7 separate regions of the Mus musculus genome follow, and all the other regions are linked to region 2. Evidence: chromatin contacts called from public ChIA-PET, HiChIP or PLAC-seq, capture Hi-C and promoter capture Hi-C data. All regions are on one chromosome and are shown on one strand. Each heading gives the region's core, a stretch centred on a gene start, on an enhancer-like site or on the middle of the called end of the contact. The rest is flanking DNA. Distances are from core to core; before and after follow the strand shown. Region 1 holds the start of Eps8l3 (EPS8-like 3). Region 2 holds the start of Gstm4 (glutathione S-transferase, mu 4). Region 3 has its middle 24 kb from the start of Eps8l3. Region 4 holds the start of Sort1 (sortilin 1). Region 5 holds the start of Cyb561d1 (cytochrome b-561 domain containing 1). Region 6 holds the start of Sypl2 (synaptophysin-like 2). Region 7 holds the start of 4933431E20Rik (RIKEN cDNA 4933431E20 gene).

The links. Promoter capture Hi-C pulls out the DNA fragments that hold promoters and counts their contacts. ChIA-PET counts read pairs in DNA pulled down with a chosen protein or histone mark. HiChIP or PLAC-seq counts read pairs in DNA pulled down with a chosen protein or histone mark. Capture Hi-C pulls out chosen DNA fragments and counts their contacts.
Region 1: a contact with region 2 is called in a promoter capture Hi-C map of embryonic stem cells, with 2.8 times the contacts expected there. The contact joins the promoter of Eps8l3 here to the promoter of Gstm4 in region 2. A contact is called at or near these places in 25 of 39 promoter capture datasets (the 3T3-L1 cell line, the C10 cell line, the HPC-7 cell line and 16 more), 3 of 15 datasets of contacts at CTCF or cohesin (the NIH/3T3 cell line and large pre-B cells), 64 of 484 Hi-C or Micro-C datasets (the 3T3-L1 cell line, 3T3-L1-derived adipocytes, the AML12 cell line and 41 more), 9 of 115 datasets of contacts at active chromatin or transcription factors (T-cell acute lymphoblastic leukemia, craniofacial prominence, embryonic basal ganglia and 5 more) and 4 of 9 other capture datasets (adipose tissue, liver, macrophages and 1 more).
Region 3: an RNA polymerase II ChIA-PET map of memory CD8 T cells shows a contact between it and region 2, with 12 read pairs. The contact joins the enhancer-like site here to the promoter of Gstm4 in region 2. A contact is called at or near these places in 2 of 39 promoter capture datasets (embryonic stem cells and liver), 3 of 15 datasets of contacts at CTCF or cohesin (the NIH/3T3 cell line and large pre-B cells), 42 of 484 Hi-C or Micro-C datasets (the 3T3-L1 cell line, 3T3-L1-derived adipocytes, the AML12 cell line and 33 more), 10 of 115 datasets of contacts at active chromatin or transcription factors (T-cell acute lymphoblastic leukemia, bone marrow-derived macrophages, effector CD8 T cells and 6 more) and 1 of 9 other capture datasets (adipose tissue).
Region 4: an HNF4G HiChIP or PLAC-seq map of pancreatic cancer cells shows a contact between it and region 2. The contact joins the promoter of Sort1 here to the promoter of Gstm4 in region 2. A contact is called at or near these places in 4 of 39 promoter capture datasets (the 3T3-L1 cell line, liver, pre-B cells and 1 more) and 1 of 115 datasets of contacts at active chromatin or transcription factors (pancreatic cancer cells).
Region 5: a promoter capture Hi-C map of adipose tissue shows a contact between it and region 2. The contact joins the promoter of Cyb561d1 here to the promoter of Gstm4 in region 2. A contact is called at or near these places in 21 of 39 promoter capture datasets (the 3T3-L1 cell line, 3T3-L1-derived adipocytes, the C10 cell line and 16 more), 2 of 484 Hi-C or Micro-C datasets (both in embryonic stem cells), 5 of 115 datasets of contacts at active chromatin or transcription factors (bone marrow-derived macrophages, effector CD8 T cells, embryonic stem cells and 2 more) and 3 of 9 other capture datasets (adipose tissue, liver and pancreatic islet).
Region 6: a promoter capture Hi-C map of adipose tissue shows a contact between it and region 2. The contact joins the promoter of Sypl2 here to the promoter of Gstm4 in region 2. A contact is called at or near these places in 6 of 39 promoter capture datasets (the 3T3-L1 cell line, 3T3-L1-derived adipocytes, fetal liver and 3 more), 1 of 484 Hi-C or Micro-C datasets (the G1E-ER4 cell line), 2 of 115 datasets of contacts at active chromatin or transcription factors (embryonic stem cells and pancreatic cancer cells) and 1 of 9 other capture datasets (adipose tissue).
Region 7: a contact with region 2 is called in a capture Hi-C map of macrophages, with 3 times the contacts expected there. The contact joins the promoter of 4933431E20Rik here to the promoter of Gstm4 in region 2. A contact is called at or near these places in 23 of 39 promoter capture datasets (the C10 cell line, the HPC-7 cell line, HPC-7-derived erythroid cells and 14 more), 4 of 484 Hi-C or Micro-C datasets (cerebral cortex, cortical neurons and embryonic fibroblasts), 5 of 115 datasets of contacts at active chromatin or transcription factors (bone marrow-derived macrophages, embryonic forebrain, embryonic stem cells and 1 more) and 4 of 9 other capture datasets (adipose tissue, liver, macrophages and 1 more).

Annotation. Positions count from the first base shown.
Region 1 is chr3:107,875,836-107,879,670 of GRCm38.p6, reverse strand. It overlaps Eps8l3 (EPS8-like 3), which reads right to left and starts at 2,441. Exons shown (of 19, transcript NM_133867.2): 1 at 2,305-2,441; 2 at 270-324; 3 at 66-130. The coding sequence starts at 300.
Region 2 is chr3:108,042,692-108,046,412 of GRCm38.p6, reverse strand. Gstm4 (glutathione S-transferase, mu 4) reads left to right here and starts at 1,557. Exons shown (of 8, transcript NM_026764.3): 1 at 1,557-1,776; 2 at 1,985-2,060; 3 at 2,454-2,518; 4 at 2,812-2,893; 5 at 2,989-3,089. The coding sequence starts at 1,741.
Region 3 is chr3:107,851,588-107,855,081 of GRCm38.p6, reverse strand. No RefSeq gene overlaps it. Among named protein-coding and RNA genes, the nearest start is that of Eps8l3, 24 kb to the left of the region's middle. Within about 2 kb of position 1,676, at least 68 of the 459 cell types and tissues checked have an H3K27ac peak or open chromatin away from gene starts, as enhancers often do. A contact at or near this core is called in the G1E-ER4 cell line, the HPC-7 cell line, Th2 cells and 7 more, where this site is marked.
Region 4 is chr3:108,282,163-108,285,844 of GRCm38.p6, reverse strand. It overlaps Sort1 (sortilin 1), which reads right to left and starts at 1,781. Exons shown (of 20, transcript NM_019972.3): 1 at 1,405-1,781. The coding sequence starts at 1,704.
Region 5 is chr3:108,199,117-108,202,604 of GRCm38.p6, reverse strand. It overlaps Cyb561d1 (cytochrome b-561 domain containing 1), which reads left to right and starts at 1,771. Exons shown (of 3, transcript NM_001081320.2): 1 at 1,771-1,978; 2 at 2,443-2,480; 3 at 2,890-3,488. The coding sequence starts at 1,831. The coding sequence ends at 3,393. It overlaps Atxn7l2 (ataxin 7-like 2), which reads left to right. Exons shown (of 11, transcript NM_001289545.1): 11 at 232-377. The coding sequence ends at 246.
Region 6 is chr3:108,224,647-108,228,189 of GRCm38.p6, reverse strand. Sypl2 (synaptophysin-like 2) reads left to right here and starts at 1,591. Exons shown (of 6, transcript NM_008596.1): 1 at 1,591-1,826; 2 at 1,993-2,067. The coding sequence starts at 1,773.
Region 7 is chr3:107,894,706-107,898,197 of GRCm38.p6, reverse strand. 4933431E20Rik (RIKEN cDNA 4933431E20 gene) reads left to right here and starts at 1,985. Exons shown (of 3, transcript NR_015459.1): 1 at 1,985-2,555. It overlaps Gstm5 (glutathione S-transferase, mu 5), which reads right to left and starts at 2,344. Exons shown (of 8, transcript NM_010360.2): 1 at 2,200-2,344; 2 at 1,825-1,900; 3 at 1,508-1,572; 4 at 829-910; 5 at 636-736; 6 at 136-231; 7 at 1-32. The coding sequence starts at 2,244.

The DNA.
Region 1 (3,835 bases), core at 1,192-3,691, 170 kb after region 2:
GTAAGGCAAGTGTATACACAGGAACCCTAGCTTTATTCAGAAACTGCCTGGGCCCCAGTACTCACCTCCACCCTGTGCTGTAGGAGGGTAGGTTCTGAGGCCATACTCTGGGAATATTCCTTCCGGTGCACTGTGGGTACAAAATCAAGGGCAGGGGCCAGAAGAAGGGAGGTGAGGCTCGGACAATTGCAGGGACAGTAGAGAAGATGGGGTTTGGAAAGCTTGGCCCAGAGTGAGGCTGAGCAGGGCAGGGAAGGCAGGAAGCTTACAGTAGATGGCTCTGCTGCTGGGCCGGGACATGGTGACACTGCTGAGGGCAGCTTCCTAGAATCACAATGAACCAGAGACAGTCATTAGACTAAGGAACAGGAGGAATACAAGGCCTGGCTGCTGTTGCTCTGACCTGGGGACTCTGTGACCAGAACCGAAACCCTTGACTCCAGGGGACCTATCTAGAGCCATCTGATGTCCTGCCCAAGAGGTCCTCATCTTGTTAGGTTTGGAGGCCAGTGGAGGAAGGGCCTTCCTGGGAGCACTACATGGACGGCTTCCCATATTTGATCTGGGTTCAGATGTGAAAGATACCATGAATGAGTTGCTTCTGTTGGGAGAGCAGAGGCCTCAGCTGCAGTAGCAAGCCTCTTGTTTTAATTCTGCAAATAGGGAGGACACTCCCAGCTAATGACCCTGCCTGGTAGAATGTATTTCAGTGGTGTGTGTGTGTGTGTGTGTGTGTGTGTGTGTGTGTGTGTGTGTGTGACAGAGAGAGAGAAAGAGAGAAAAGAGAGACTGTGTGTGAGACTTTGTGTGTATGTGTTGTGAGAGAGAGACTGGGAGAGAGACTGTGTGTGTGTGCATATGTGTGTCTCTATATGTTAGACAGATTTAGAGATAGAAGACAGACAGACATTTATACGGAGTGAGGTGTGCTCTGTGGAACTTGCTTGGGACCTACACTCATCTGATGTCTGACTACCACTCCTGCCTCATTTCTTCCTGGTGCTTCCAGATTTTCTCCCAGAGACTCTCCCCCACCTGAACTCTAAATGCAGCTCACAGCCAACTATCTGGTAAAGCTGTCTTTAACCACCACCTGCTCAGAGTATTTTCAGCATTGCTCAATCCTCTCTGACAACAGTAGTGGTCACCGCAGCCCTGACAGAACTCCGAGCCCACTGCCAAGCCTCTCCTGACCCTACCTCTTAAGTCTTCACCTCCATCCATCCACTGGTACTTCTCCAGCACCAATTGGTGAGCACAGCTTTAAGGGGTTTGCCTCAGTGACCCAGCTAGTACTCAAAACAACCCCAGAGCTGAAACTGTTATCCGAGAGGACAACAGGCCTAGAGTCACTCTGACTGTTTAATAGGGAAGTGAACCAGAACTCTGTGGCTTACAAATGTGTCCCTGTCACTAGGTGGTGGGTCATGGGGGCAGGGGAAGGCTAGAACACACATCTTTTGAAATGGAGTGGAGTTAAACGTCCAGCATTTGTGTGTGCTGGGTGTGTGTATGTGTCAAGAGAATGTGTTATCCGTGGCCATGGTTTTGAGTGCCTTCATGCATCGATCTGTTTGGCGCACTAGGGTTCTTTGTAACCCTGGAATATCCCGACCAAAGTGTAAGGAAGCACTCACACCCATTTATTGGGACTGTTATGAAAATAACAGAGAGTGGATAAGATGACTCACAGATGGAAAAATTATTCTCCAAGTGAGCATCATGGGAACACAGAGGAGGCGGCTAATCTCTGTTCCCTGTGGGGAAAACCCCGATCCTAGATAAGAGCAAAGAGTGTTGGAAGCCTGACTCTCCCCTCTGCCTTTCCTCGCCTCCCTAGGCAGTGGCGTTCAATTCCTGCTTCTAAATGGAAGGAAAAAAAGAGCCCTTTTCTGATCAGCCCTGCCCTAGTCTTTCACATCAGAATGGTCCCTGTAAATCACCAGGTGTTCCTGTGGGCTGGTAGAGATAATTCAACAGCTACTACTAAAGATACTACACCCCAGGGCTGGGGGTGCTGTTTGACCTGCCTGGGCCCTTTTAGTGCCAGGCATTGGCCTTTGCTCTCCCTTGTGTAGGTGTATAGAGCAAGGAAGGGGTATTTACAAGGCTGACCTAGGGGAAAAGCCTTCTAGAGCTCCTTGCCTTTTCTGGTCTCCAGCAGGTACTAAGTTCCTGAGGCTAATCCTTGCTCGTGAATCTAAGAAGACACTGCAAGATGCCCCAACTCTAGGAAGCCACCGAGATGTCCATGTTGGCCCCAGGATCACCAATCCTTGCTATTCACTGGAAATAGGCTCTTACCTGGTTGCCAGTGCCGCCTGGTGTTTGGTCCCCCAAGGAGTCTGATGCTTGAGCCAGTGGTCCACTAATGTTGGAGGGAGCTCTGTTTGGCTTCTCTGCCAGCGCCTCAGGCAGAGACCTACTGGTGATCAGGTGGCCTGAGAGCCAGGAAGCAGGCTTTGAGGAAGCCACACCTGTGGTCTTTGGACTCTAGAGGGTGGAGAGGCCTTTCAGGCCACCAACCGCACAGCACGGTAGTGGACCTGAGGAAGTGTCTGTGCTGACAGGTGCCAGAGCTTTACCCGAGACCCCTGCTCTCCAGCTTCTTCCTTGTTGGCCTCTGACCTCAGGTGTGGCCCCTCATCTCCCTACCTTTTACATATCTCCTCGGGAGGCCCCTGGGTTAGCATTAGGTACTGGGGCCACAAACAAGAGAAGGCACATGTGGTCTCCTAAGCCTAGTTTCTGAGTTAGGGACAGGCCACTGATGGACCATAGGCTCAAGAAAAGCTTTGGGTTGGAATGTGTGTTTTATGCTTCTGTCCTGCATCCATGAGTGTGGGATTGTGTGTGCCCAAGTCTTGCCCATGAATAGGACATGGCCTGCCAGAGAAGTTGGGGTAGGCTCAGGGTCACTTGGGTATGACAAAGAGGGCTATTTCATCCTGGCCACATCCACCTGTCCCTTCTCCCCTCTGGTCACACTTGTTCTTTACTCTTTCTTCTTCACCTTGCCCCATGCCCCCCAGGCCCTAATAGATGCCTTCAAACTAAGGCCTCCCTTTGCTATTCAAGAACCTGCTAGTTCCTGCAAGTTGCTTTGTTTAAAAACCTCCTGTGGTACCTGGAGCAGGCCAGACTTTTTACCTCCTGGAAACTCCCAGCTGGATGTAGGAGCTCAGACATAGACAGCAAAGGAATTAAGGCAGAAGTAGAAGGAAGCAGAGAGGGGCAGGGATGCTCATGTGGGAGCTAAGCCTCTTGGGACAGAGTCGCAGGCCCTGCTGGGGTTAGGATCTGTGGAGAAGACTCCCACAGATCATATAACTATAGCCTGCAGTCAGGAATGTGTCCTTGGCTTCCTCAGGACCAAGTGAGAGATGATGTCCTGCTTCCCCCAGTCATCCAGTATTGTCCTCATGGCCTAGAGTCCAGGGCTTGGACCTAGGAGGGACTTCTCCCAACTGAATTGCTGTGAGCCCCCAGGAAGGTCCTTTGGGCAGCCAATTTCTGGGGCCTAGAGGTCAAACTGCCTGTTTGGTCAGCATCTCGCCACCATCCTGTGTGAACTAGCCCCCTAGACCTCCCTGGGCCTTCTGTTGGTTTGTACCACTTTCAGGTTTGAATAGCCTTAATTTGTTTATTTATTCTTAAAGGCCAATCATATTCCATTCTCAGGCTGGGTTTGGGTGACTAACCAGGACTTCATTCTTCCCAGCTCAGACCAGGCCCTGTCCTTCCTAAGGGTCTTTCAAGTCAATGTAAGCACAGCAGGGATTCCTGTAGGATACCTGGAAACAGGGTAGGGCAGGGATTCAACACATAACAGAGA
Region 2 (3,721 bases), core at 308-2,807:
CACCAAAAATCAAAGAGACAAACACATTGAGAGATATGTAGAAATAGTTCTATGCTTGATAATGAGTAGGGAAGTCAGAAGACAAGCAAGGGAAATGGCAAGTTAAGCAACACAATAAACCAACATGCAAAACACATGCTTTGCCACAGCAGTAGAAAAGTCACTAAGACAAGTACACAATTAAGGATTACAGGTCCATGTGTGATGACACACGCCTTTAATTTCAGCACACAGAGGCAGAGACAGGTGGATCTCCGTGAATTCAAGGCCAGCCTGGTCTATACAGTGAGTTCTAGGACATCTGGGGATATGCAGAGAGTGACACATCCTTGTCTCTGAGAAACAACAATAAAAACCAAACAAAAACTTGCCCCCCCCACCCCCCCAAACCTTCAAAACACCACCATCATCAACCAAAAAACCCAAAAAACAGATTACAGCTGCGTGTTATCTTAGGTCATAGAAGTTTATTACATGGAAAATCCAAGACAAGTATTTCTTCTTACATCATTCTCTTAAAGGAAGGCTAAACAGACAGACAGAGTACATAGTAGAATAGCAAGCTTAAGGGACTTCAAGATGTATTATTAACTCTTGCTGTGAGGTCCAGTGAAAGTCCCAGTCTCTTAGAATGTGAGAATTATTTTTGTCACAATGCATTGCCACAGTACATTCTTAACATTAGTAAGAATTGTAAGTATGGTCACCTGCCACTTTAGCACATTTTAGTTAAAGATGGACCCTATATACTCAGGAAGACTTATAATGGAGCTTAAAATTCTTATTTGGTGATCTTGTAGAAGTCTTAATGTAATAACAAAATGCAGTGAGTGTGTGATGTCTGTTGTACAAAATGAGAGCCCACTTCCCTAAGCCCCCCTCCGCAGACTACAGTCTTTGGACACATACGACAACCAATGTTGTGTGAAGAAACAGTGTGCCTTGCTATGAACAGCAGCTATTGAGAACTCAGACATCTCTCTCTTGATTGCATTTGCTATAAACTAATCCTGAGTTGTCACATGCTGACCCTGTGTACCCTCGGACATTTCAGAAGTCTTAGGTCTGTGTAAGTACACACTAAGACGGTCACTCAATAGAGAAAGCTGCCTCTGTCCTTGGGTAATACAGACATCCTGACCATGTATGAAACTTCAAATTTTCCATTTTCCACCCTTTTTTTGAGTCAGGGGTTTATCTGTGATAGAAATAATCTCTTTGAATTCAGATGAGGAACTTCTGAACAGAAAGACAACATGTTCTCTGCCAGACGGAAAAACATCACCTGGGGACCACTGTCATCAGCAGAGCCCCGCAGAAGTCTGTCTTGTTTGACAGCAGGGTTGAAGTGCTTAATCAGCACTTCCGGGTTGGGGCCTCTCCTAGTGGCCTGACCCTCCCACAGACCGAAGGCAACAGGGTAAGAAGGCAGAGCGGTACGGCAAAGGCAGGGAGTTACTAGAGCTCTGCATCTGCGCACCGGGCTGGACGATTGGGCGGAACTGCAGGCGGGATCGCTTATTACGCTTTCCGGTCTGTTGGGGGCGGAGCTCAGTAATTTGGCTTCTGTAGGTGACTGTCAGGGGAAAAGCTGTAGAGCAGGGTGTGTGTTGCGGGGCAGAGTCTGGAGGGGCAGGATCACGCCGGGCACCAGCCCCGCCCAGGGACCCGAGGGCACTAGGATAAAGTCAAAGTTGCTCACACCGGAGGCCGGTGGACTCAGTCTCAGGCACCAGCATCATGCCTATGACACTGGGTTACTGGGACATCCGTGGGGTGAGCAACCACCTGATGAGTGGGAAGGATTGCAGGGTTAGGAGAAGGCGAGCTGGGGGGTGAGGATGGGGTGGGGCGAGAGGAATCCCTTGCTTGTCTGGCTCAGGGTCTTGCACACATGTCCTTGCTGGTTTGTGCGCCCGTGTATATGCACTTGGAGGAGGTGAAGTCACACAGAAGTCCCCCGCCCCCATTCCTATCTTTTCAGCTAGCTCACGCTATTCGGCTGCTCCTAGAATACACAGGCTCAAGCTATGAAGAGAAGAGATACACCATGGGAGACGGTAATGCTATTTGTCGGTCAGACGTCTCCTGTCCATTGGCGCCTAGCAATTGGTGCCTACATTACATTTCACGCCTCCCGCACTACGGGGCTCCCCCAGATGGACTTAGAATCTGCCTCTTTCAGTAAGCCCCAGAGAGCTGGGCTTGACCTTCCTTCCTCCTGGAAGTGAAGGGGTGGATACCCCTCCTGTTGAAATTAGATCACATTCCTCATCAAGATTTGCCTAAACTTTGTAGGCCCCTCAGTTCCAAGCACTCTTTATTCCTGAAACTTTCAGGGATAAAGGCTCACTGTGTGAGGTTACAGATCCTTGTCTTAGGGGGTTGGGTCCCTGAAATAGGTGTGTTGGACACTGGGCTGATTTCTCTTTATGCAATCTCATCAATCACAGCTCCTGACTATGACCGAAGCCAGTGGCTGAGTGAGAAGTTCAAATTGGGCCTGGACTTTCCCAATGTAGGTAGAGGGGGACGGGGAGGTTTGGGGACGGGGAGGTTTGGGGAAGTCATCTCACCTCCTCACCTGGAAGAGGGGCTTGGAGTCAATGCTTCCTTCTGTTCACTTGCTTCCGTTCCTGGTGGCGTTTCTGAGATGGGCTGTGTCCTAGCTTTTCCATTCAGTGTGCAGTGTGTTCGTAGAGGGCTTCCCATGCTAGCCATGATGAACGGCAGGCCACATGTCAGTCCTAATCCAGAGAAGGAAGGCTGGGACCTCACATCCTGTCTGACCATCCTTTATTGTCCAAGCAGTTGCCTTACTTGATTGATGGGTCACACAAGATCACGCAGAGCAATGCCATCCTGCGCTACATTGCCCGCAAGCACAACCTGTGTGAGTGGGGCGTCAGCAGGGTGGGGTGGGGGACAACCCCCTTGGCTTGGCTGGTGTGAGGTGTTGAAGATGCGTCTGTGCTGTGTGTGCTGCAGGTGGGGAGACAGAGGAAGAGAAGATTCGCGTGGACATTTTGGAGAACCAGGCTATGGATGTCTCCAATCAGCTGGCTCGAGTCTGTTACAGCCCAGACTTTGTGAGTCTCATCTCACTCCCTCCCTGGGCTGGACCAGGCAGCGTTTGGGTCAGGAGTCAGCTCCCTCAGGTTCCCAATCTGCACAGATCTTATTTACCTTTTGAATTTCTTAGCCTCTTACCCTCCAGGATGTTTCATGTGTTGTCATCAGCTGTCCCCATGACACTGAACTATCAAATGAATGCTCTTACTTAGGCCCCACCTATTTTAGGGTGCAGTCCAGACTTCCCAGAGTGGACATTAAGTTCCTAGATAGTGGAGTTGTGTTTTCCAAGTGTTTTCTACCTGTGTCCTCTGCCAGCTAGTTCATATCTTTGCTGGTCACGAAATACAGGAATATCCCATGGATTAGAAAATGAAGTCCAAGATGAGGGACTGTCACAGAACCCTTTCCAGCCTCTCAGAGTGCTTCTGTTCACACCCCCTGGAGTCAGCATATTCCTTAGGTAGCACAGGGTCAGCCTGAAGGATTTTCTCTCCTTTTTTGCTTCAGATTCTCCTCAATTTATGGGGAAAACTCAAGTATATTTCATTCTTCTGGACCCATTGTGTGGACTCTCATCTCCTCTGAGTATTTTAGTTCTTGATTCTTTGATGCTGCCTGGCATTGGTACCTGCCAGGTGCGCAGGGT
Region 3 (3,494 bases), core at 427-2,926, 190 kb after region 2:
TCCCATAACTGCTCAGTACAGACCCGGGAGCTGGTCATCTGCGGTGTCTGTTGCACCCATCTCTCTCAGATACTCATTGTTCCTGAGGGAATTCGGGCTTCCCATGCCCCGGGGACCCCTGGAAAACTGTGAACAGTGCACCGCTGTGGATGCAGAGTGTGGAACGGTCTTCGGGGTGGTGGGTGGAGGCTGGGTGGGACAGAGAGCTCTGCGCAGTGTGCTTGTTGTTGGTTGGCTTTGGCCCTACCCAGGGCTCTTCACTGAGGGAGTTATGCTCTGATTGCAGTCTCTGAATACACTGGGAAGCTAACGTCCACATGTCACCCCATCTTGAACCATGCTTACACAAGGCCCTGCCTTCACATCTCCAAGCCCCACCAGTACCTGGATGGTCCATCAACCTCCGGGCTTCATCCAGGGATCCCTCCTTGTACTTTAGCAGCTTCTGAGGCCACTTCCCTGACCACCATCTTTTGGGCCATCCATTTAAGACAGCAGCTTCTATCCTGGCTTCTTCTTGATTATCCTATTCCCAACTGCTTTGTCCAGGAGTCCAGAAATGCACTTCATGCTTCTAGAAGCATTCAGTGCTTCTAGAGCATAAAGACAAAAAGTAGCTCTCAAGTGCTGGGCTTCCCCCTTGCCTTCTCCCTGATATCCAGGTATTGGGGAGAAAATCACAACAGGATGTCCCACTGGAGCCCGTCTCTTCTCTGTTCTGAGTCTGGGCTGCTTTGCTGGCCCACGGGCAGGTGGACGGACATTGAGGCTGACCATCAAGAGATCTGGGAGTGGAAGATATGGCATCGCTGTAGGGATGATCGTGTTGTAGGGTGTAGAAAGGAGATGGAGCCCCACCTCAGCATGAGGGATAAAAAGGGACCAAAGCTCTAATGTGGTCTGCAGGGATAAAGCAGGAGCCCCAGCAAGCGCAGCACTGGAGGAATAGCCACAGATGGTCCTGGACCGTCTTGAGCAATAGCCCTGGGAGTAGCTGAGAAAATAGCCTCTGTCGTTGTCCTTGGCCGCCTCTGCAAGGTCCCCATGGCTATGTTATACACGGGTTGGTACAGGGCCCACTTCCTCTTCTGACCACGTGTGACTCCCTCAGTAAGGTCTTCATTCCAGTTCTTAAGCAGAGGTACCAAAGCTGGGCTCTCCACACAGACCTAGGGATTGTTGAACAGTCAAAGAGAGAAACAGCTTTGAGAAGACGGTGCGTTCTTCCAAGTACATGGATGCCTCTTGACTTACAACGGGTCTGGTTTCCAGTAAGTTTATCGTACATTGAGAGTGTCATTGAAGATGCAGTTCATATACCCAGCCTCCCCAAAACCATGGCTTAGCAACTCAGTACACTGTAGGGTCTCATTGTTGCTTGCCACCATCACATGGTTCACTAGGAGCTGTGGCTGCCTGTCACTTCCCAGCCTCACCAGAGAGGGCCAGATTACATATCCATAGTCACGGGAAAAGACCCACATTCAAAGTGTGTTTTCTGTTGTATTGTGTGCATTGCTTTCATAGCACTAAGCTAGACAGCCACTGTAAGTTTGGAACCGTCTGTAGTCGATTGGATAGTTTATAATTAAATTACGAGTCAAAAATATCCACTTCTGAGATGCCTGTTTCTTCTCACGGTTGCCAAGACAACTGGTCCTGTTTAGAGCATACTGTGTACCAGGTACTTCAAAAGTCTCTGTCACTCTTTAATGTTCAGGATGTGGGTGCTTTTTGGTCACCATTTTAAAGGTGACAAAACCGAAACAAAGAAAGCACCTTTCCCAAAGTCAGGCACAGAACCAGCAAAGCTGGAAAAGGAACCGCCAGCCACATCTCCCTACCCCAAAGGCCTTCAGCAACAGAGTCTGCACTTTTGCAGCATCCAGAGTACACACATGCAGAGCCCAGGACCCAGGCTTCCAAGGAGGAGTTCTCCAGGCCTCCATCAGGTACCCTTCTCATATCCCATAGCAGTGTGGACACCAGGGCAGCAAAGGGGCGGGGCAACCACAGCCCACGAACCCTAGGGGCTCGTGAGTTTCCACTGCCCACCAGCAGGTTTCACAAGCCTTCTGACGTTGACAGGGTGTCCTAAATGGGGAGAGCAGGAAGCTCAGAGCCCTGTGGTCTGCCGGCATTGCTCAGAGTTTCCTGGGCTGAGTCTTTCCGTGGGGCCTCCACGGGGCTCTGCCAGTACCCCCATCCTGAGGCTTTGTGGGTCTCATCTGGCTCTGAGAGATATATTCCCCTGTCTCCAAGTCAGAGGGCTCTGCATCTGGGTGCTAATCCTCAGAGGCCCCTGAATCTGCCAGTGGTCGTAAGGTGGCTGATAGTTTATAGGGACCAGTTCTACCAGGTGGAGCGGGGACTTTCAGTCAATAGACCTGAGTCCTTCAGATTCAATGCTACTGGCATTGTAGTCACAGGCAGGGGTCTTATCGCCCAAACTCCTGCCTTCATCCACTTTCCAAGAGGTGCAGAACACTCAGCAACAGAAAAGTGCCTCAAGGACTGGTAGGTCTGGCAGAACCCTGGCCTGCCCCACAACCTGCCTGTCTTCCTTCTGAAAACTTCTCAGAGGCTGGGTTTCTAGGTCTCTGCAGAAGAGAGGAAAGACATGCTAGGGGAAGATAGTACCAGAGGCAAGCCGGGGGTGGGGGTGGGGGGGGAGAGGATAACGGGATCAATCTGGATCTGCACTGGGCTCTCATATTAATTCATTTCTAGGAGGGAGGGATCCTTACCCTATTTTATAGATGAGGTCCAGAGCACTAAACACATTGCTCAGTGTTACAGAGCTGGAAAATGGGAACATAGGCAATCTGGAATGAGGATAAATGGAGACAGGGGTGGTGACACTGGAAAGGATGGGAGAGTTACCAAAGGCTGGACACATCCATCCTGCTTACTGCTGCAGGGCAGTGTCCGGCGCAGGGCTTGGAATACAACGGAGACTCTACACACACGCTTCTGAGGTGTTGACCCATTGCTGATCTGGAGACACACTACACTTAGAAAGGGATGCTCGAGTTGTGGGACTGGAGGTCAGAGTGGGACCCCACACTGCTGTCCTCAGGCAGCCAGGCTCTTTTCCCAGTGAGACTGCCGACTCCACACAGACAAGACCCAGCGGAAAGTCAGGGCTGTGCTATTTGTTCATTTTTGTGTTTTTGGTTATGTGTGTGGTGTGTATGGTGTATTGTGTGTGTTCATGTGAAAGGGGTTGCACACACACATGTACACACCTGTGGGTGGAGGCCAGATGTCTATGCCTGTCTTCCTCTACACTCTCAGTCTCTCACTGGACCAGATGGTCACTGACTTGGCGGGACCAGCTGACCAGCGAGCTCTAGGGCTTCTCCTGTCTCTAAACGCCTCAGTTCTGGGACTACAGGCAGATGCCTTTGCGTTTGTTACCTGGATGTTGGGAACTCAAACTCTGATCCTCACGCTTGTACAGAAAGCATTTTATGGGGGCTGGAGAGGTGGCT
Region 4 (3,682 bases), core at 532-3,031, 240 kb before region 2:
AACAAAGAACGGGTACAGAACTCCAGCCACCCACGGCCACCTTCATGAACAGTCTTTCTTTGGAAAAAAAGGAAAGACATAACACAGAAAATACACTGAACTGAAAATGCCTTTCTCATACATGGGTTGCAACAATTGTTAATTTTAGGAAAAAAAAAAAAAGAGGAGGAGGAGGAAGATGTCCTAGTTGCTGAAACCAAGACTTTCCTAACAATTTCTCAATGCAGCAGTGTGTCAAGGTTCAGACTCTTGTGCCCAAAACAGAAGCACCAAATCTTTGAAAGTCTTGACAAGAGCAGGCTTAAAGTGACTATCTGCAGAATGTTTCATAGTTATTAGAAATTAGGACAGGATAGAGGTGTCCCAGTAAGGGTTCAACACAAGGTTATAAGTCAATTTTGAAGGAATGAGACAGATGACAGGATCTCAGCTGGCTGCGGGTCACACACAGAAGCCAATACCAGTTCTTGTGCAAAAAGAGTCTCCTAATAGGTCAACTTACAAGGAAACAAAGCACACTGGAGCCAATCTCCAGAATGGGTCTGGAGCAAAGGGATTTAAAGATCCTGTAGTATGCAGAAAGAGGGGGCTGACTGGTTACAAACCAGACTCTTGTTTGGGACAGTTGGCCACTCTGTAAAGCCATTTAATGGAACTTCTGGATGATCCGAGCTGTTCTGCAATTGCTTCTAATCTAGGTCCTAGAGGCCGTTTTCTGTTCTCTGGGTTCTGCACACAGGAATTTGGTTCGGAATACCTCTCAAGGTCGTTTTGGGTCAGGTTAGAGGGTTCTGAGCCTGCATCCTGAGGAAACATCTTGAATCAGTTTTTTGTTTGCTTGTTTTTGTTTTTAATTTTAGGGAGCAGGGGAGATATCATTTCACGGTTGGGTTTCAATGTCATTTTCATTTCCATGAGTGTTCCTTTAACTATGGAAACACAAGCCATGACCTAACAACTGCTGTGGGATTTCTGGACGTCAACCTCAAAAGTACCGACCCAGGGAGGGCACACCTCTGCTTCTGGGCTGTCCAACTTCTGCGATCACTCAAGGGGTAATTATGCCTCCAGCTTCCTGGTAGGTACCAGCGTTGGTGGACCCGGCGTTCTATATTCGGGGTGGGGGTTGGGGGGGGGGGGGGATGACCGGGAGATTCTGACAACTTAAGAAGCAGAAGCAAAGAATGCAGCGAGTCAAAGTCTCGGATTGCCTCGGCTATGACGACACACAGCCCCACGGGCCGCAGCCACCCCGGCCCCCGCCGCCCCCGCGCCTCGCCGCCCTCCGCAACCGGGGTCTCGCGCTAGCCTCGAAGCGTGCAATGGGAGCGGAGCGGCCGCCTGGGGCCGCGGGCCCGGAGGGGCGACCCAACCGGGGCGGGCGCCCGGGCCTCGCGCGCTCACCTGGTGCGTATTGTTGGTCAGCTTGGCGATGAAGTCCGGGAGGCGGCCGCAGTCTTGGTCCTCGGCGGGCGCGCCGCGGCGCCAACGGCCAGCGCGGGGGACGGGGCCCCCGGGCGCGGCGGCGCGCAGCCCCCAGCTCACCCCGACCGGACCGGCCCAGCGCAGCAGAGGAGGCGCGGGCGGCGGCGGCGCGTCCAGCCGGTCCTGGCCGACGGCGGCAGGAGGCAGCAGTTGAAGGAGCAGGAGGAGGCCGAGGGGCCAGCGCAAAAGGCCGTCCGCAGCTCCCCGGGGCCGCTCCATCGCTGCCGAATGCAGACGCCGCTGACACCTGCCACCCGGCGCGCCCGCCCACCCCCGCCGGCGCTGCGCCACACCCCCGAGCTCGGCCCCGCGCTGCTTGGATACGCGCAGCCGGGCCTCTCCTCCCCAATAGGCTGGCCGCCTGTCCTTCTTTCCCGGCCCACTCCTCATTGGCTCGCGTCGCCTCCGGCTTCGGGGGTCCTGGATTCGGATGCCAAGATGCGGGACTGATTGGCTGGAACGTGGCAGGGACGGCTGAGGTCATTCTCCACCGTCGCTCGGCGTCTGCGGGCTGGGCTCCCGGAGTTGGCCTAGGGGTTACCCCTCTCCCCTCCCCGCTCAGCCTGCAGGTTGGCGGCGCTTCCGGAGACCCTCGGGTTAGGGTTGGGTCACGTTGCCGCCTTCTCCACCCTCCTCCCAACCCCCCTCCAAACGCTCCTAAAAATTTCCTTCGGTGGAAACCGCGCCTGGGAAAGCCAGGGAATCCCTGAACTACTACTCTCAGTTGGAAAAGGGGCTCCGACATAAACTGGTACATTAGGATTTTAACCCCGGCTCGCTGGCTCGCCCATTGTCTGCTGAAGGAGCCAAGAAGGTGAATGCGAAAATCCTATGGGGCAGATGAACATCATTACACCCGTGTCTCATGGAAGCCGCAGAAGTCTTTCCAACATGTTTGGCCTCAGTCACCTTCCTCATCTGCAGGGAGGTAGTCAAGAGGCGAAAGTACTTTTTGGCTTCTGCGGACTTGGAAATGTAGGTAGCTTTGCCACCAAGTGTAGGTATACGGGAAGAGAATTGCCTAAAGCCCACTTTATATATTATCATTTTAGTACAGTCACATTCTGATTTTAGTTACCTAAAGCACCCTTAGCCCTGCAGTAAGTGCATCACACCAATTCCCTCACTGAATATGATGCCTCCTAAATGAATACCCACCTCCAGCAAATAACCTCCCCACTGTTCCCTACACCGCAGAAGCTGCTCACACAACTTTTAGAACATGCAGTGCTGGTAAAACCAGTTCTAAATCCTTAACTTCACTCCACCTCTTCCCAACATTTCAAGTTGTTCAGTCGGAACTCAGGAAGCCAGATAAAAAGATACAAAGTATGCAAAATGTTATACCAGAGTGGAAGCCATTGGAAGTTACTTTTAACTTTAACAGTAAACTCAAACGGCAGGCCTACCCGAGTATGCACACGGAATAGTACAAACAAAACTATTTACGTACTCGGGAGTTTTTCCTCTCCCCAAAACCACAGTAAGAAGGGAGCTGTGAAGCTCTGGAAAGCGGAACAGGATGGCAAATCAACAGAAAAGCCCTCCAGTTTCTGAGCCACTGAACAAGATAAAAACTGATGAGTGTGTTTTCTTTCCAGAAATATAAACGCCACATTATTTATTTTTAAGCACAACTTATTTTTAATTCGTGTCAAGTATGGATTAGATCACAAGGCAGTCAGTTACAGTAGCATGTGACCAGTTACGGAGGGGAAAAAGGGGGCTACAAAGGAATATTTCTTTGTTTGGGTGACAAAGATGAATGGTCTATTGTCTTACTATGGGGAAAGAAGAAAGCTAACTCAACAGTGCTACCTGCTGGAGAAACTACCAGATACATCTTTTAGCTATTTAGTTCCATTAACGTTTAGATTTTGTCAGTTTGTTGAACTGGGGAGTCTTTTTTTGTAGCCCAGGGTGGCTTAGAGTCTTTGATCCTCCTTCACCAGCCTCCCAAGCAAAAATATCAATATGAAGTAATTATCACAAAGCTATACCTTTTTGTATGTAAGATCATTTCTTGAACACAACATTTAAAGAAAAGTAACCATCTCTTTGAATTATTCACATTGTAATTATAGCAGATAATGATACTTACTGTTCTCAGTTATACAGACATCCTGCCTTAGCAATAGGAGGGACTGTAAGCTGGAGGGCTACACTATGTTTTCCCTTCGCTTTTTTCTCTGTATAT
Region 5 (3,488 bases), core at 522-3,021, 160 kb before region 2:
GGGAAACCTGATAGTAACTGACAGGCCTGCTTGTGTGTGTACAGGTGTGTGCATGTGTGTTCTCCAGCTTCATTACCCAGTCCTCTGTTAGGCTGCCATTCCTTTTCCCTTACTCGGTTGTATTTATTAGGCCAGCTGAAGGAATCCAAGGGTTAGCCCAGATGTTCAATGGGAAGGATAACAGGTAGGCCCCTAGCCTGACCCTGTCTCTTACCTCTTGTCTCCCTGCAGTCAAAAGCTCATTAACGAGAAAGTGCCTGCCCACTGCAACGGAGCCGCCAGCACCTCCTCCCCTCCAGATCTGGGCCCCAGGCTGCTGCCGCTTTTTATAACTTTATATTATTTTTTTTAAGAAAAAAAAAAAACTCTTTAAAATACCTCAAGACTGTCTCCCTGTTCTGTTGCTGCTAAGAAAATATAAAAACCAGAAACATAGAAAAGGATGGAAACTGATGTAGCCAAATGAGTGAGTGTCCTTACTCTCCGCAGCTCCAACCCGAGAGGCTGGGATGACAGGCAGTGTACACCCCAGCACACACACACTGCACACAGAAACCTGGAGCTGGCATCCCTGGGAATCTTCTCAGAGAGGATGATAAGGCATATGACGCTGAGTGAGCAGGCACCCCAGAGGCTTAAGAGCGACAACTATGGTTCCACTGGGAAAGAACTGAGAGGGAAGGGGTCTCACACCTGACGCCATCCTTGGGTTTTTGTCCTGAGGGTTTGTGGGAGTTAGCTTATGGCCCCTTTCTGGTTTTCTAGCTACTCTGGGCTTCCATCCCTCTACAAATGGCTGTTCTTGCCCTTCCCATGTCTTAAAACCAGCCTTAGTTCCTCAGCCATGCAGAGGTTGAGCTTGGCGATCACTGCTCTAGAAGTGCTGGACAGCTTTTTTTTTTTTTTTTTTTTTAATTATGGTGTCTGTGTGTGGGTATGCGCATGTGATGCCTGCGGAGGCGAGACGTGTGGGATCCCCCTGTAGCTAGTTACAGTCAGCTGTGAGCCCCCTGAGCAAGAGGAATATGCACTCTTAACCACAGAGCCATTTCCCTACCCACTGGACAGCTCATTCTGGTCTCTTCTGTGAGTTTGCCCTGAACGGAGTAAAGCTTCTCCCATATAGAACTCTTTAGGTTGGGTCATACCTTTTTGGAGGTAATAGTGTAGCAGAACTTGGGGTTGTGGAAAGCTCTGGTTCTACTGTGGCGGCAGCAAAGGCTGAAAGTGCCCCATGGATCTGGAATATTTTGAGGGGGCAGCGTGGGAGGGAGGGGATGGGGAGCAACTACGCCTGTAAGCAGGGATGATGAGATTGCTTCTTTTGGTTTTCATACCTGAAGTCATCAGATTAGATCACTAGGTTTTGGCTTTTCATTTATGTTAATACAGGGAGAAATCTTGTCTCTTGAACAAGCCAGAAATGTCTGAGAAGTAAGCAGTCCAGGGAATCCAGTACTTCTAGAAAGCTGCTCAGAACACTGGTTTCATGCTCTTGGGTCAGCGAATCAAGTGTGTGATTTGGGATTTCGCTGGTATCAGTTGCTACCGATGTAATTTTCGCAGACCTCTTGAGATACCCTTATAGACACAAAGATAGAATGAAGGTGGGTTGGGAGCTCGATTAGGTCAGTGGAGGTTTCCGGGAGCCGCCCTTTGGGGCCGAGGCGCTTCCCCCCCACTCTACAGAGGGCGCTGTGGGCACCTCCGCCACACGGCCCCGCAGCTTCCCCGGGGAGGAGCCTCTCCTGTAGCCGCCGCCGCCTCCGCGATAGCAAACCCGGAAGAAGCCTCTGGTAGCTGGATTGTGCCGGCCGGCCTGGCACTGCTATGCATTCCATGGAGGTAGGTCTGGTTCCCGCTCCAGCGAGGGAGCCGAGACTGACCCGCTGGCTGCGGAGAGGCAGTGGGATCTTGGCGCACCTGATAGCTTTGGGCTTCACCATCTTTCTGACTGTGCTGTCCCGGCCCGGAACCAGTGAGTGTGCGAGGCGAGGTGGGGCGGGGCCAAAGAAGGGGCGGAGCCTAGGCGCTGGAGGGGCCGCTTTGGGCGCACTGGGAGACTGGAAACCTGGACCCTCAGCTGAGGAGGGGCGGGTCCGGGAGTGGTTGTAAAAGCGTAGTAGGCGGGTTCCCGGAAGTCCAGGGAGGGTGGGGCTTGAAAAGACAGAACTGATACTTCCTTAGGAGGCCCTACATGGAAAAGCGTTAGAGGGTCCTGGGCAGGCTAAGGTACTCTAGGGACTGGGCTGCAGCAAGTGCAATCCCCAGGCCAAGGGGGTGTAAGGGCCCCTTGACTCCTCCCTTTGTGGTGAGCTCCTGATTCTTGTTTAGGTTTAAGATGATATGCTGACCTTGTGGCCCGGTCTTTGTCATTTACAAACCACGGGACAGTATCAGTGAAGCCCAGCCGTCAGCCTATTCTCTTTGATTCTTACTTAGGTCTTTTCTCCTGGCACCCTGTGTTCATGGCCTTGGCGGTGAGTTCGGATATTCTTAGATTAACTCTTGGGGAGACATTCAGTTTTTCAGCCTAAGGGTCAGAGAGATGGGTTTAAAGAGGGCTTCATCTTTCCCTAAAACCTATAGGATTGGGGAAAGTGGAGTAAAGTGTCAGGTGGCTGAGAAGGTCAGGGAAAGGGGGAACAGAAGATATTTCTCCTCTAGTGCCTAAAAGGAAGACGCAAGAAGGATGTTTATCAAGGCTTTGTCCTCAGAACTCAGTAGAAAGTTCTCAGTAGAATGTTTGCTGTTCTGTGGTCCAGAAAGGATGTGTGTGAGGCTGCAAGTCCTTAGCTTCCCCGTGTCCTTCTGAATGTGTGAGAAGACCTCCTTTTCCTTGCGCTCCATGTAGACTAGAGGCTCACTGGCCTTTCCTTATGATTACAGTTCTGTCTCTGCATGGCTGAAGCTATTCTACTCTTCTCACCTGAGCACTCCCTGTTCTTCTTCTGCTCTCGAAAAACCCGGATTCGACTCCACTGGGCAGGGCAGACCATGGCCATCCTCTGTGCTGTCCTAGGCTTGGGCTTCATCATTTCCAGCAAGATCCGAAGTGAGATGTCCCATTTGGTGTCCTGGCACAGCTGGATAGGAGCCTTGACACTGTTGGCCACTGGAGGACAGGCACTGTGTGGGCTCTGCCTCCTCTGTCCACGAGCAGCCCGGGTCTCAAGGGTGGCTCGCCTCAAGCTCTACCATCTGACGTGTGGCCTGGTTGTCTACCTGATGGCTACAGTAACGGTGCTCTTGGGCATGTACTCAGTGTGGTTCCAGGCCCAGATCAAAGGTACAGCCTGGTACCTGTGCCTGGGACTACCATTGTACCCAGCCCTGGTGATCATGCACCAGATCTCCAGCTCCTACTTGCCAAGGAAGAAGGTGGAGATATGAACGCCTCCAAACTCTGAATCTAGGTGGGAGTCTTGCCTTGGATTTCAACAGTTCCTTGGTGATCTTCACAGGACCCACTTCAGAAGTAGATGAAT
Region 6 (3,543 bases), core at 342-2,841, 180 kb before region 2:
TATTATTTATTGTTATCTTATTATTATTAATATTATTTGGTTTTTCAAGATAGGATTTCTCTGTGTCTGTCTGTCCTGATCTGGAACTCACCAGGCTGGCCTCAAACTCAGAGATCAGCCTATCTCTGCCTCCCAAGTGCTGGAATTAAAGGTGTGTCCCACCACCGACTAGCAGTAATATATATTATTTCATATCTGTGTGGCTTGGGTGTATACACCTCAGTACAGAAATGACTGTAGAACAGGAATCTAAGACAGCAGAATAACTTTTAAAAGATGTATTGATCCTTACTTTATGTATGTGAGTGTTTGCCTGAGGCGTGTATGTGCATCTGATGTGTAAGCCTGGTGTCCAGGGGCCAAATGGGGCCATGAATAGCCTAGAAGTGGAATTGCAGATGTGTGTGAGGTGCCATGTGAGTTCCAGGAGCCAAACCATGGTTTTCTGAGAAAGCAATGTTCCTAACTGCTGAACCATTTCTCCTGTCCCCATGATTTATTACGGGCATATCTGTGGACTCAGCAATTCCTTATTTAGCCCAAATTTGCATGTAATTCCATGGCAGAAGTTTCCTTCAACTCCAGCCTTAGCTGGTTGCCTCCCCACACACTCATGGCCAGGTTTGGGAAGACATTTATCCAATGGCTGGATTGTATAAATAACAGCAGAACATTTAATCAAAAAGCATTGGTTTTGAAATGCTGGAAGCATAGTGGCAGATCATCAAAGAAATGACTTTGATGGACGAGAGTTAAGAGCAAAGAAGGAAGGCTGGTTTCCTCCTGGGCCCGCCCATTGGCTCATTCAGCTTCTTTGGGTAAATGAAGTCATCTTTAACTACCTAGATTTCCACTCCTTGTAAACCTAATGTGTAATACTAGCAACTGCTCACTTCCGGCTACCGCAGAACACTTTTCGAAAATTAGGCCCATTCAAAGTCAATCAAACTGCAACTCTGCCTAGTTTTCAATACAAACGCTAATCTCCACTCCCACGGCTCCTCCGAGACTTCATTCTCATTTAAATAGTGTTGGCGGTTAAAAGGAGATCGAATTCTTACTTTTTAAAGTTTGATAACTTTAAAACTCATTAACATCCAAACGCTGTTTGTTGTTAAAAAGTAAGACCGTGTCTGATGCGAAGTAAAAGTTCAGTTCTTTGTTCTGGCTGGTGGAGCGCCGTTGTTACAGCAGCAGAAGCACTAAGAATGCCTTAGGTAAATCTTGTGTGCTCTAGTCACTACGGTATTTGTAGAAGAAAACCCTTCCACAGAACCCAGGAAAATCGGGAAAGCTGCACTAGAGCCCACGCATCCCGTGTAGGTTCCTGACCTTGGCCGTGGCGTTGAAGCAGCTGGGCTGTTCTAGTGGGGACCCATCCTGGAAGCTTCTGGCAAAAACCCCGGAGCCTTCTGGCAGCCCGACGGCTAGCAGGCTCCACAGGTCCCTTTAAGGCGCCCTACGCGCGGAAAAAGGGGAGAGCAAGGGGCGGGAGCAGGGTTCGCGATCGCACGCCACGTGACTCGGCTGCCAAGTCCGCCAGATTGTTTGACAGAAGTTTGAATCGGACTCGGGGGTTTTCTGCAGCCGGCGGGGCAGCGCGGCGGACAGAGCCTCCGAGAGCGCGAGCAGCAGCGCCCCCACGACCCAGCCCGCCAGCCTGGAGCCCGGCCTGCCCACGGCCTCGAGCCCGCCGCCCCCAGCGCCCCCGCGCCCCACGCAGCCTCCCGGCCAGGGAGTCGAACCCTTGCACTGCGCCCCGACGCGCCAGCATGTCCTCGACGGAGAGCCCCGGCCGCACCTCGGACAAGTCTCCGCGCCAGCAGGTAAGCCCCGAGTACCCGGCCTGTGGACTCTCGCTAGTCCCTGTCTACCTAGATGTCCCGAATGTGTCTGATTCCGTCTCTCCCGCCCCCGCAATGTGAATAGAAAGCCCCACGCTTTCCCTCCGGGCCGGCCCGCCTTGACCGTCTGCTGGCTTTGTCTCCGCAGGTGGACCGCCTGCTCCTGGGGCTGCGCTGGCAGCGCCTGGAGGAGCCGCTGGGCTTCATCAAAGTTCTCCAGTGGGTGAGTCGGCCCTAACCCCGGGCTATTTCGGGAGCCTGGATTGTGACGCGGACCCGAAGCAATGTGGCCCCGGAGGAGGCTGGGGAGATGCAGCGGGCCCAGCCACCGCGGAAGGGTGGGGGGTGGCGACAGGTGGGCGGGGGAGGGGAGAACCAGGGTTGCTGCTCCAGCGCTCGGTGGAAGGAGGGAGAGGAGCCCGGCATGCGGAGTCCCGGATTCGGACCTTCTATGTGCAAGGCGCCTTTGCCCAGGGCGCTCACATTTCACTCGGACGAGAAGACCCGGGTGTAACCTTTCCAGAACTCTGATCCTGCACATACCACTCTTCAGTGGCGGGAGGGGTGAGGAGGACAAGGAGGGTAAGGTCCACTTTGCAGTGAGAACAACGCTACTACTAAAGGCACCAGGAAAGGAAATGGGTTACAGAAACCATCCTGCCTGGAACCTTCTAGGACCTGGATGATCCCTGGGGTGGACTCAGGAGACAGACTACCAGCTGAAGTCACTGGAGCAATTTGGGAAACTGTAACCGAGTAAAGAAATGGATGGATGAATGAACAGTTTCCCAATCCAATGATTACATAAAAAAACCAATTAAGACAGAAGAAAATGTGACAGCTGGCATAACAGAACATTGAGCCGGGAAGGAGGGATGGTAGGTTGCAGGCCTAGAGCTACCTGTCTCAGCTCTATGACCTTGGACAAGTCACTTCTCTGGACACTAGTTTCCAACATTAGTCAAACATGGATCAAATGCCTGTCAGCATTCTAGAGTATAGCTCAATATTAGATTTACCCTGTGACCTTGAAACATTCACCGGCCCATGGCCTCAGTTTCCCCTTCTCTGGTCTAGTGGGAATACTGGCTTGTTTCACTGGTCCTTGAGATGCAGCCAGCATTTCAAATCATAAAGATTTGGGGAACATTTTGTGCATTCTTGCAGAAAAGATTTTGTTAGACAAGCCATATACCAGATTCTATATGAAGTTATTACTGTACCCTCAAGCACTGGATTCAGCTAGGGACCAATTTACCCTTAATATCCAAGAGAACCAAGTTCTAAAGATCTTTGAATTCACAGGAGATAGGACTTAGCACGATGTCACTAAATCCTAAGTAATTGTGGTTTGGATGGAAATCATCAAATCTGGAGGGCATTTGGGATTGTCTCTGGGTATCTGAGATCCTAATGGGCTGCAGGCCAGCCTGGGAGTCCTGAGAGTAAATAAACTCTGAGACTTTCTCTGCTGCCTCAAGAGTGGGGCCAATGTTGCCTGAACTCTTTCACCTCCTGACCTTCCCTGTTCTGACTTGAGTACCAGAGGGGACCGAGTAGGAAAGGTAAGGTTTCAAAGGAACTGGGGTTCAGAAGCAGGGAGGCGCTGAGAGATCCTGAGGAACAAGACATACGTGCTATATAAACCAGACAAGTAGATCTAATGGAAAGTGACAGGTTGTCAGGAGGTGGAAACAGC
Region 7 (3,492 bases), core at 736-3,235, 150 kb after region 2:
ACATCATAGGTGAGAAAATCCACAAAGGTCAGCTAGAAAGAATGAGGACAATGAAGTGTCATGCCTAAGGAACTCACCAATACCTGCAGAGATAGACAGGCAGGCAGGCAGCCTCTCCCTGTGCCTTCTCCCTACCTTTTCTCCTGCAAACCATGTGAATTTCCCCAGGAACAATGAGAATTGTTTCAGCTGTGCAGGTAGCTGTTCCAAGTACTGAGGCTTCAGGTTTTCCTAGGAAAGAAAAGCAATAGCTATTGTTGGGTCAACACATGGCTCAATGGGGGTGAATAGAGTTTGATTCCCAGGTCCCACATTAATGTAGAAGTCTTTGGACTTCTACACACACTGGCCCCTTCCCCCAATAGCTATAGTCAGGGCCTGGACCAGTGATGGACACACTCTAGGCAGCTTCTTTCTGCCTTTAATTGGAGAAGGCAGGATGGAGAGCTGGGGCTTTGGAAAGGAGGAGGAGCTAACACCAGACTTACAGGACAAACCACACCAAAAAATAGAGTCTGTTTCTAATCCTTCCAGTTTGGGTTGATAGAAAGATGGCAACCATAGAAGCGAGCAGAATAATCCTTAGCACTTTGGCCTGAAACCCAACAAAGGTGATTCCAGATGAGGAAACTTACGTGGTTAGAATTGTAGCAGAGGCGAACCAGCTGCATGCGGAAGTCCATGATCTGGTTCTCCATGATGTCTACTCGTATCTTTTCTTCTTCAGTGTCACCACCTGCAGCCAGATGGCAACAAATCACCCTCAGGATTGCCAACCTCCAGGTGAGCCAACTGCCTCCTCCCTCCTATCCCCTTCAGCCCACTCACACATGTTGTGCTTGCGTGCGATGTATCTCAGGATGGCGTTACTCTGGGTGATCTTGTTCTTCCCGTCCATGAGGTAGGGCAGCTAGAAGGGGAAAGTTAATGTGAACCTAGTCCTCCAGGACCGCCACTCCTCTGGAAAAGAGAAGACTTGCAAGGTGTGTGAGAGTAGAAGCCAGGAGAAATAACTAAATAAATAGAAAGTAGCACTGGGTCCTCACCTGACTCTAGACAAGGGTGCTTAATCCTGTGTGTCACTGTGAATGTATGTGTGGCATATAGACGTTTAAAAAGCAAAATGTAAATATTTTATACCTTAAAGTATGTAAAAGTAGGGTGATTATGGATACATTTAAAAAAAAAATAGGTGTTTTAACAACCAGGACACATGAGGATACATTTAGGATACCATGAAAATACCTGGAATCTATCAGTGATAAAGTCACAGACCTGGCTATCAACTCATGTCTCTTATAGCCTGCCTTTAAGAGGAGAATATTAGTGTTTCTCAGACGTTAGTAGGAAATAAAATGTTATTCTCAGTTCTGTTCAATGACCCTTGAATTCTATCCATTCTATAAACGTGAAGAGTCTCTATCTAGATGCTCCCAAGCCAGAGATGAAGTGAAAACAGATACACTTGAAGGCCTTCCCTTCTGCCCACTCCTCCAAAACCACCTACGTTAGGAAAGTCCAGATCTAGCTTGAATTTCACGTCCAGCCATTGGCTTCTATCATAGTCAGGAGCTGTAAGAGAGAAGTGGGACCCAAGCCCGTTACCGACCTAGCTGAGACTTAGACCTGTTATCTCAAGTTCCCAATCCCCAAAAACTAACCCTTGAGTTTCTGCAAAGATGGGCCTGAACAGCAAGAGATAACTCTATGGGCCTCTCTTGGCAAAGTTCCCAGCTTACAGGAGCAGGGGGTCCCACACCATCTTGGTGTGGTACAACCCTCTGGGTAAAAAACAACTGTAGCGCACCCACAGACATTCATTACCTTCCCCACAGATGTACCGTTTCTCCTCATAGCTGGTATCAGTAAACTCCAGAAGCATGCGGATAGCATGAGCCAGCTAAAAGCAGGGGATGGAGAAAGACCCCGGTCAGCGCGCCTGCGCAGTGCCCACTTGCTCGCAGGCCCCCTCCGTCAATGTCCCCAACCCAACGCTGCCAAGCTCCTGCGTCCTGTCCAGGGAAATTGTCCTTAGGCAGCCCCTTCGCTCACGCCCGGGAACTTCCAGTACCTTATTCCTCTACCCACAGTCCTGGGGACCCCATAGGTAGGCTGGAGATCGGCCCACCGGCCCCTGACCCCCGCCCGGCCGCCTGCACCTCTCTGTCCCAGAGGCTGGGCTGGCGAGGGACCACTCACCCCGCGGATATCCCAGTAACCCAGAACCATAGACTTGGATGACATTTTGGGCGATCTTAGCCCCTTCGGGGATACAGCGATGGACTGTGGGCGGCTAACTTTATACTGGACGCTGTGGGCCGGGCTGACGCGACCGAACTGTCTCCTCCTCTCTCGCTCTATGCTCCACCCGCCCTCCGCGTGGTCAGTGGGCGGTGCGCAGGCGCAGCTGCTGCGGCTCCTGAAATCCTCCGGTGTGAACTTCTCCCAGGGCTGTTGATGCTTCATCTACTCTTCTGGCAGTGGGGGCCTGGACCTTAGTTACCCGGGAAGCGTGAGTCATGTTGCACAGTTGAGCTGGCACATAAAACTACGAGGTAGGAAACGATTCAGGTATAAGGTACTTTGGGGATAGAAACATTTTCTATGTAAGATACAAATGGCTCTGTGAAGACTGAGGGAGGCTGGGGACACTAAACAGGTCCACTGTGAAAAAGGATAGGTCATGCACATTGGAAATGCCTCAAAGGACACTCCAGGAAAGAGGAGGGTAGAGCAAACACCGAAAGGTGACAAATAGCTATGCAAGATAAACAGCAGGTGCTGTCGAGTTAGGCTGGTTTATGGGAGGAGTCAAAACATTAAGCATTTGGGGCAGGTTGCAAAGGGTATGGACAGCCAGACAGACAGAGGGTGTGAGTGTTTTCTCTCTGCTCTGTGGGGAGTGTATAGGATCTAGATCATAATGTTCACTAGCAGTATAATGCAAGACAGACATATGATTGTTTTTAAATGGTTTGCTTCTAGTTTTTTTTTTTTTAAGGAGGCAATGAATCCATAGTATACTTACGTAGCCCAATATATACTGTTTCAGAATGTAGTATGAAAATTATTGAGATGTCTTCTATTTTTTTGTTTTAGTACCTTACATTTAAAACACAACTCCACTAAGGGTAACCTCATCTTTTAAAAAAGATTTATTTATTCATTTTATATATGTGAGTATACTGTCGCTCTCTCTCTTCAGTCACACCAGAAGAGGGCATTGGATCCCACTATAGACTGTTGTGAGCCACCTTGTGGTTGCTGGGAATTGAACTCAGGACCTCTGGAAGAGCAGTTGGTGCTCTTAACTGCTGAGTCATCTCTCCAGCCCCAGGTAACCTCATTCTGATGCTCAGGATCCACAAGTTAGTCGGAAAATGATAAGCATATTGTGGAGTAAAACAGCACAAAAGGGGAAAGGCCCCTTGCGGGTGGGACCATCCCTGGGCTGGGTGTCTTGGGTTCTATAAGAGGGCAGGCTGAGCAAGC